2 separate regions of the Callithrix jacchus genome follow, and region 2 is linked to region 1. A link is a contact called in public Hi-C data. All regions are on one chromosome and are shown on one strand. The core of a region is the stretch at or near the end of the contact, and the rest is flanking DNA. Distances in the headings are between cores, read along the strand shown. Region 1 has its middle 12 kb from the start of ANKRD1. Region 2 overlaps PCGF5 (polycomb group ring finger 5).

Region 1 (4,838 bases), core at 589-3,088:
TAACACATCGAGCTTATGCCACAGGAGACATCAGCACTAGCAAGAGAAATGTCCGTGTTATAGGTGCTTCACTTGGAAGAAACTGAAGAACCCTGAGCCTTAAGAGTCTGACAAACTTAAGCCAGAATGCTGCGGGGAAGGTAGAGGGGTGGACAAAGAGAATTGGGAGTGAAAGAGACAACAACGAAATCCCCAATGCCTGTGGGAGGTACACTCCCTGGATTGTAAAGCACTAGATGGAAAAGGTACAAAAATATTTCAAACCATATTCACAACTCTGTATGTGTCTATGACCAGATTAGAGACCTTCTGATTATGGACTATGCCTATACACTCTCCCAAATGGTTAGAAGCATATCAAAGAGGTTAACATAGATGATCCTATACGAAGTGGGTCTCTTGGTGCTAGTGTTTCACATCAGACTTCATGGGCTTTCATGTATTTCTGCAAGTGCCAAACGTTTCTCATACCCTTGCTGTATTCCATAGAGCCGTGTTCCTGCTACTTGGAACACCTGATGCTTGAATAACTCCTGTTTATCTTTCAGATAACCCCTAAAGGTTACCACCTCAAAGAAGTCTTTATAGAAACCGCCTCATCTTAGACACAGCACTCTGTATTGCTTCCTTCGTCATATTTACTACAGACTGACATTGTGCACTTATGCCTCACTTAATGACAGAGATACATTCTGAAAGGTGAATCATAGGTGGATTTGTTGTGTGATTATCACAGAGTGTTACTTACAAAAACCTAAATGATACAGCCTACTACACACCTATGCTATATAAGCAGTACAGCCTGTTGCTCCTAGGCTACAAATCTGCACAACATGTCACTGTACTGAATACTCTAGGCAACTGTAACACAATGGTAAGTGTTTTATGTATCTAAACAAACATAGAAAAGGTAATGCACTATACTATGATGTTACAACAGCTAGGCTGTCACTAAGCAATAGGAATTTTTCAGCTTCATTTTAATCTTATGGGACCACCCTTGTATATGTGGTCCATTATTGACCTAAACATCACTCTGTGGCACATGACTATATATTTATTCCTCATTATTCATTTAATATTTCTCTATTCCAGGAGGGCGTGCCAGGGACAACCTCTTTTTCTCATCACAGGTCTTAGGACCTGGCCTACCACTTGTTCAAAAAACTACAGCATACTCCTTTTATTGTGCTTCAATTTATTGTGCTCTGCAAATATGGGATTTTTTTACAAATTGGAGATTTGTGGCACCTCTGTATACAGCAAGTCTATTGGTGCAATTTTTCAACATCATGTGCCTGTTTCCTGTCTCTCTTGTCACATTTTGGTAATTTTCACAATATTAAAAACTTTTTCGTCATTGTTATATATGTTTTGGTGGTTTGTGCCCTTTGATTTTACTATTGTAACTGCTTTAGGCAGCCACAAATTGGACTCATATAGGACAGCGAACTTAATCCATGAATGTTGTTGTTTGTTCTGACTCCTCCACTGACCAACTTTCCCCATTTCCCTCCCTCTCTTCAGGCCTCCCTATTCCTTGAAACAAAACAATATTGAAATTAGGCCAATTAATAACCCTACCATGGACCAGCAAAAAGTGTTCAAGTGAAAAAAAGAGGCACACATCTCTCACTCTCAATCAAAAGCTAGAAATGATTAAGCTTATTGAGGAAGGCACGTAGAAAGCCAAGACAGGCTGAAAACTATGCCTCTTACTCAAGTTGTGAATGCAAAGGCCAAGTTCTTGAAGGAAAGTAAAGGCCATTCCAATGAACACACAAATAATAACAAAGCAAAGCAGCCCTACTGCTGACTGGAGAAAGTTTTTGTGGTCTGGATAGAAGACCAAACCAGCTACAACATGCCTTAGGCCAAAGCCTAATCCAGAGCAAGGTCCTAACTCTTCAGTGCTATGAACGTTGAGAGGTGAGGAAGCTGCTGAAAAACAGCTGGAAGCTAGCAGAGGTTGGTTCATGAGATTTGAGGAAATAAGCCATCTCTGTAACATAAAAATGCAGGGCGAAGCACAAGTGCTGATAGAGAAGCTGCAGCAAGTTATCCAGAAGAGCTGGAAGAGCTAGCTAAGATAACTGATGAACATGGCTACACTAAGCAACAGATTTTCAAGGTAGATGAAACAGCCTTCTATTGGAAGATGCCATGCAGGACTTTGATAGCTAGACAGGAGAAGTCAATGCCTGGCTTCAAAGCTTCAAAGGACAGGATGACTTCCTTGTTAGCTGGTGATTTTAAGTTGAAACCAATGCTCATTGACCATTCTGAATATCCTAGGGTTGTTAAGAATTATGCTAACTCTACTTTGCCTAGTGCTCTATAAATTGGACCACAAAGCCCTGATGATAGCACATCTTTTTATATCATGGTTTATTGAATATTTTAAGCCCAGCATTGAAACCTACTGCTCAGGGAAAAAAAAGAGATTCCTTTCACAACATTACTGCTCATTGAAAATGCACGTGGTCACCCAAGAGTTCTGAAAGAGATGGGCATCTGATGAGGAGGTACAAGGAGACGAATGTTGTTCTCATACCTGCTTACACAACATCCGTTCTATAGCCCATGGATCAAGGAGCATTTTGAATCAAGTCTTATTAAGAAAGACATTTCATAAAGCTATATGCCATAGATAGCAATTCCTTTGATGAATCTAGGCAAAGTAAATTCAAAACCTTCTGGAAAGGATTCACCATACTAGGTGCCATTAAGAACATTCATGGGACATTGGAGGAGGTAAAAATACCATTAACTGGAATTTGGAAGAAGTTGATTCCAATCTGTATGGATGACTTGGAGGAGTTGACTTCAGTGGAGGAAGTAACTGCTGATGTGGTGAAAAATAGCAAGAAAACTAGAAGTGGAGCCTGAACATGTGACTGAATTGTTGCAATCTTGTGATAAAACTTGAACAGTTGAGGAGTTGCTTCTTAAAGATGAAAAAAGAAAGTGGTTTCTTGATATGGAATCTACTCCTAGGGAAGATGCTGTAAACATTGTTGAAATGACAAAAAAGGATTTTGAGTATTACACCAACTTAATAAAGCTGTAGCAGGGTTTCAGAGGATGTACTCCAATTTTGAAAGATGTTCTTTTGATAGTAACATGCTATCAAACAGCATCAGATGTTACAGAGAAATCTTTTATGAAAGAAAGTGTTAATTGATGCAGTAAGTTTCATTTTTGTCCTCTTTTAAGAAATTGACACAGCCATTCCAACCTTCATCAACTACCACTCTTATCAGTCAGCAGCCATCCACATGGAGGGAAGAGCCTCCACCAGCAAAAAGATTATGACTCACTGGAGGCTCAGATGACCATTAACACTTTTTTAGCAGTAATTTTTTTTTTTTTTTTTTTTTTTTTTTTTTTGTAGACAGAGTCTTGCTCCATTGCCAGGTTCCAGGCTGGAGTGCAGTGGCGCGATCTCGGCTCACTGCAACCTCCGCCTCCTGGGTTCAAGCAATTCTCCTGCCTCAGCCTCCTGAGTAGCTGGGACTACAGGCGCGTGCCACCACACCCAGCTAATTTTTGTATTTTTAGTAGAGACGGGGTTTCACCATGTTGACCAGGATGGTCTGGATCTCTTGACCTCGTGATCCGCCCACCTCAGCCTCCCAAAGTGCTGGGATTACAGGCGTGAGCCACCGTGCCCAGCCAGCAGTAAAGTATTTTTAAGTTAAGGTATGTACGGTGTTTTTTAGACATCATGCTATAGTGCAATTATTAAACCATAGAATAATGTAAACATAACTTTTGTATGCACTAGAAAACCAAAATAGTTGTGACTCATTGTGATATTAGCCTGTGGTGGTCTGTGTTCTCTCCTGGGAGAACTTTGACACTGCCAGTCCCTGTCCAAAAGAATGGTTAAATCTCTAGTTAATTTGTATTTCTTTAATGATCAGTGATGTTGAGCTTTCTTTTCCATATGTTTTTTGACCACATGAATGTCTTCTTTTGAGAAGTGTCTGTTAATGTCCTTGCCCACTTTTTGATAAGGTTGTTTTTCTTGTAAATTTGTTTAAGTTCCTTGTATATTCTGGATATTAGACCTTCATCAGATGGATAGAGTCTGAATGGAATTATTAAAAAGTCAAGAAATAACAGATGCTGGTGAGGTTGCAGAAAAATAGGAACACTTTTACACTGTTGATAGGAATGTAAATTAGTTCAACCATTGTGGAAAATGGTGTGGTGATTCCTCAAAGATCAGGAACAGAAATACCATTTGACCTAGCAATCCCATTACTGGGTGTATATCCAAAGGAATAGAAATCATTCTATTACAAAGATACATGCATGCACATGTTCATTTCAGCACTATTCACAATTGCAAAGACATGGAATCAACCCAAATGCCCATCAGTAAGAGACTGGATAAAGAAAATGTGGTAGAGATACACCATGGAACACTATGCAGCCATAAAAAAGAATGAGATCATGTCCTTTGCAGGACATGAATGGAGCTGGAGACCATTATTTCTAGCAAACTAATACAGGAGCAGAAAACCAAACACAGCATATTCTCACTTATAAATGGGAGCTGAACAAAGAGAAGGCATGGACACAAGAAGGGGAACAAAATACACTGGGGCCTGTAGGGGGAGAGAGAGCATTAGGAAAAGTAGCTAATGCATGCTGGGCTTAATACTTAGGTGATGGGTTGATAGGTGCAGCAAACCACCATGGCACATGTTTACCTATGTAACACCCCTGCACATCTTGCATATGTACCCCAGATCTTAAAATTTACATTTTAATTTAAAAAATCTCTAGTTGGGCCGGGCGCGGTGGCTCAAGCCTGTAATCCCAGCACT
Region 2 (4,838 bases), core at 1,648-4,147, 380 kb after region 1:
AGAAGATTTTTCAAGCTGTGAGTCAGGATGTGATCACTTCAGGGAGTAAGTACAGAGAAGAATGAGTAAAGGACCAAGGACTGAGCCCTGGAGAACTCCAGCATTAAGTGTTCAGAGACAGGAGGAGCCAGCAGAAGAAACTGAGAAGGTGCAACCAGTGAGGTAGAGGAAAATCCAGGAGTGTGTAGTGCCCTAGAAGTCAAGTGAATACAGTACGTATGTCAAAGAAGATGGAGTGATCCATCTGTGTCATTTGTTGTTTATGGGTACAAACAAGGTGAAGATTGAGAATTGATGATTAGATTAAGCAACATGGAGGTCATCAACTTTGAAAAGAGCACTTACAAGTGCTCCTCTCAACTCTAAAGGAGCTGTGAGACCAAAAACCTAATTGAATTGTTTTAAGAGAGGAAAGTGGGGAGAGGAATTAGCAACAGTGAGTATAGACAACTCTTTTAAGGAGTTTTGCTACAAATGGGAGCAAAGAAATTGGGGGCGGTGGTGGGTTACTGTCAAGTGCAGCCAAGAAGGTTCTTTATTTTGTTTTGATAAGGGAGAAATAATGCCATATTTGAAGGGAATGATCCGGTAGAAAGTAGAAAGTTAATAATATAAGAGAGTAGGGAATGGAATCTTAACAGCCTAAGAGGAGACACTGGTTTTCAATAGGAGCACTGACAAAAATGTTTGTAGCAACAGGCAGGCAAACTGAGAGTACATAATACTGATGCTATAAGTAGGTATGGTGGCCAGGGCCTATGGAAGTTTGTTTTTCCTTGCTTTGACATGTTTCATTGAGAGGAAAGTGTTTATCAGCCAAAATTAAGGACAGAGAAAGGGATTTGGAGAGTTGGGGAGAGAAAAAAGCATGTTGTCAAGGAGAGTGAGAGAATCAATACACTTGGGAGTGTAGTATGATTCCTGGAAAACTTAAAGGCATATTTGGGTTGTAGTTTAGAATTTGAAGTGGTGTGGTTGTGTTTTTATGCAGCCATGGATACCAGTGCAGAGTTGAAGGAAAGTTGTATTTAATCCAAGTTGTACCAAATAATTTTGAGCAAGTAAGATAGAGACAAGGGTACATGTATGGAGGTGATTTAATGGCTGACAATAGAACAGATTAGTCCTAAGTTAGGTTGAGAGGACAGAAAGGACATCAAAGTGGTAAGTAATGTTTCAAAGGAAACAGAAATAAAACTAAGGTGATTCCTGATCTGTTTGTACATAGTGAGAAGTGCTATTTTTTTATGCACTCCCACTATTAAATAGTCTGGGAGAACTTTACAAGTGACTTCGTCTTGAATAAGATAGCATTGGTTTGGTTGGAGAGTATAAAGCATATTTGAGCCAGGATGTAAAAAACGAGGGAGAAAAAATGAATTGAAAAAGACAGGGAGTTCTTGAAATAATTAAATAAGCCAGTTGGCTAGAAAAGAGAGACAGTGAGTGAATAGTACCAGAAGTTATGTAAATACATGAAGCCAGGTAGTAGGGAAAAATTAGTTCTTGAGAGGTAACTAACACAATCAGATTAGTACTTTAGGAAGATTCATTATGACGATGTCTCTGCTCTGCTCAAAGTAGGATGGTAATTGAAGGAATGGAAGAAATGATGGAGGAATAGATGGGACAGATGTGGTTTGGTGAGTAAATGTGTAAATGAAGGGAAAGAGAGAAGGTAAGATCCTTCTCATATTTTGAGCCAATTTGGGAGAATTATGGTATTACTTAAAAATTTAATTTAAAAATGTGAGACAATGGTGGGGTACTTAGTATTTTATTGGAGAAGGATAGATGAGACAATCTTGACATAGATGAATAAAAGGAGGTACTTGAAATGTTTAGCATCCTTTGGAAATATGGAACTTGAACTCAGCAGAGAGATGTTACATATAGGCAGGTAGATAGATACATGGATGGATCTCTGTCTATATGTTAGTTTTGAAGCCACCAAAGCAGATGAAATCCCCAAGGAAGACAGAACTTTGAAAAGGTCGGAGTGCAGAGTACAAAGCAAGGGAGAATATCAGATTTAAAAGTAGCTGGGAAAAAGAAAAATACTTAGTAACAAAGAAAGAACAGACTTGGAAAATTTAAAAATGAAAACAAAGGAAATTTTCAGGGAGGCAGGCAGTGTCAGACAACACTGTCAAACTGCTGCAGAGAAATATAGAAGAAATATAAACTTAAACAAGAATTTTTAAGTTTAAATTTTAATTCTAAAACTTTTAAACCTATTCAGTATGGAAGTTATGGATGATTTGCAGAGTTCAGTAGAGTAAAAGAAGCAAAACAGAGTAGGGGACAGAAGTAATGTAGGTTTTACTTTCATATTTTTTTCCAGTTAGAAGAAAAGATTGAGAAACAGAATAATAGTTTGAAAATACAATGAGTTAATAAAGGTTTTTGGGTCTTTTTTTAGATATAAGAAACCTCTATGTGTTTGTAGTCTTGTAGAAGAGTAATGCTGTTGAGCAGGATGAAGGAGATGGGGTGGGAAGAGGGTGCTGTGGGGGCAAGAGAATGGGATTAGAGACAAAAAGCCATGAAAAAGATAAATTATATAGCAGGAAAGAAAATAAGAAAAATGTCAAGATAAATATTTGAAGTTTTCATTTCAGAAGGTAGAAAGATAAAGTGGTCTACATTTCTCAGAAGAGTGGAATGGAGATTGTTTCCTTTATGGGAAAGAGCCAGAGCTGTGGTAGAAATTTTGAGAATGGGGGTATCAGCTATTTGCTGCATAACAGCAACTCCTAAACTGATGCTTGAAAAAGCAAGCATTTACTATTCCTCCTGGTTCCCTGGGTTAGCTGGGTGGTTCTTCTGGTCTTGGCTGGGCTCACGCATGCAAATGCAGTTTGCTGTGCATTGGGTAATCTGCTGTGCTGATTTTGGGGGATGGGCTGTTTGTGAACTAGTCTAAAATGGCCTCAGCCGGGCAGCTTGGTCTCTTCTACATGGTCTCTCATCCTCCAGCCTTGTTCTCGTGCTAGCAGGATTCTGTGAAAGAGAGAGAAATAGAAACAAAAGCATGTGATGCCTCTTAAGGCTTAGACTTAGAACCAAGCACAGTCACTTGTGCCACATTCTGCTGACCTCAACAAGTTTTAAGGCCAGCCCATATTTCCAAGGCAGGGAGATAGACTCCGCTCCTTAATCAAGGGAGGAATTTCAAAGTCATGCTCAAGAGTGTGGATGTAGAGAGAGCTGGGGACTGGGACCATTTTTGTAATCAGTCTACTACTGGGGAAGGCTGGAAATAGGTGTGTTCCCTGGACAGAAGAGTGTAGTATAGTAGATGTGCTAAAATTGTATATGTTCTGTATTTTGTAATACATGTAAGATCTACATCTCAGACTATTTACGTGTCAGATTTTGGTGTCTTCATTGTTAGTATATTCTTTCTCTCCCCTTTCCAAGGTTGGACAATACTTTAGAGGAAATTATATTTAAGCTGGTCCCTGGACTCCGAGAACGTAAGTGGCTCTTTGGGTTCTTGCAGACTTTTGTGTTTTATGAAATCAACATTTCCATTAAAGATTTCATGACTTTCTTTTTATACTCTCTTTCATTTAAATTAGAAGAACTTGAGCGTGAATCTGAATTTTGGAAGAAAAATAAGCCTCAAGAAAATGGACAAGGTGACTTTTTCTTATGTCTGTTTCTGAAAGCTTAAATTGGTCAGTTTTTCATAGCTTAGGTGAACTAATAGCTCTCTTCAGGCTCACATTTTTCCTGTACAAAATTTCTGCTCCTTTTATTTACATTATGAACCTTTTTCTCTATAGGAGATTTTTTATAAATGAATGTAAATCTGAAGTCACTTTAGTAGAAGATAATTGAAAATAGAGGAAATTGGACTTTGGGAAGAGAAAAGGGAAAAGATAAAAGAGAAAATTGGCTAGATGTTTATAGTAGTAATTTCTAGGGAGCTAAAGGAAGCTGAAGTGAGAAATAGCCACAGCTTGCAACTAAACAGTGAGGAGTTTTTTGTTTTATTTCTTTTGTACATTTGTCTCTATAGGAGAGGGAACTGAGATGTGGCTGAGACCCAGATCAGGAGATTTTACTATGCTCTAATATTCTGGAATGAAGTTTTTTTAAGTAGAGCTCAGGTGATAAAAACCTATATGTCATGGAAATTTAGAAAGTATTTCTGGATGCTTATGGGAATTTTCCCCATCACCTATGCTGCATGTCCAAATTTCTCCTCTAGGTTCCAAGAGACTCAGCAATTAGTAATTTTTAATAATTGCAGCAAAGGGGCAAACATTACTGAGCAGATAAAAGGCTTTTAGCATTACATATATGTGTGTAAAATTCACACAAAGGGATATATGAAATTATAAGAAAGTAGTACCATTCCCATTTTTTAAAATATGATATTTAATTTGAGATGTCCTAAATATCATTTAAAGTTATTCAGGACTGTGTGTGTGTTCTTATGGGGTCACTTGTGAGTTCAGCCTCCCAATCTTGGTTTTCCCGTAAGATCATAGGATTGCCAATTATACATGATGAAGGTAAATGAGAAAATGCCATCTCTCTCTTTTAATCTGTAAAATGGAGATTATCATTTTATTAGTTCCACTTAACTGTGCAAAGCTGTTTTCTTAGAGAAGGGGAAGTTTGAGAATAGTTTTGATGACTACAGTAAGGTAGCAAGAGACTATTTTTAATCTATAACAAAAAAAAAGGCAAAGAAGCTAAGCCTGACCAAAAAAATGACTAAAATAGGACTTGTTTTACCCAAATATACACTGCAATTAGACAACGATAAGCAATTGTAGTAGTGCTGTAATAAAAATACAGATAAGATAAGGCTAATTAAATAT

Evidence for each region. Hi-C and Micro-C count contacts between places; a contact is called where the count stands out from the background.
Region 2: a Hi-C map of skeletal muscle shows a contact between it and region 1, with 15 times the contacts expected there. The contact joins two enhancer-like sites. A contact is called at or near these places in 3 of 3 Hi-C or Micro-C datasets (induced pluripotent stem cells and skeletal muscle).

What each region holds. Positions count from the first base shown.
Region 1 is chr12:83,683,138-83,687,975 of calJac240_pri, forward strand. No RefSeq gene overlaps it. Among named protein-coding and RNA genes, the nearest start is that of ANKRD1, 12 kb to the right of the region's middle. Within about 2 kb of position 1,839, at least 1 of the 16 cell types and tissues checked has an H3K27ac peak or open chromatin away from gene starts, as enhancers often do. A contact at or near this core is called in skeletal muscle, where this site is marked.
Region 2 is chr12:84,057,589-84,062,426 of calJac240_pri, forward strand. It overlaps PCGF5 (polycomb group ring finger 5), which reads left to right. Exons shown (of 10, transcript XM_078346006.1): 5 at 3,424-3,479; 6 at 3,588-3,644. The region is part of intron 3 of LOC144578706; the gene reads right to left. Among named protein-coding and RNA genes, the nearest start is that of PCGF5, 81 kb to the left of the region's middle. Within about 2 kb of position 2,898, at least 1 of the 16 cell types and tissues checked has an H3K27ac peak or open chromatin away from gene starts, as enhancers often do. A contact at or near this core is called in skeletal muscle, where this site is marked.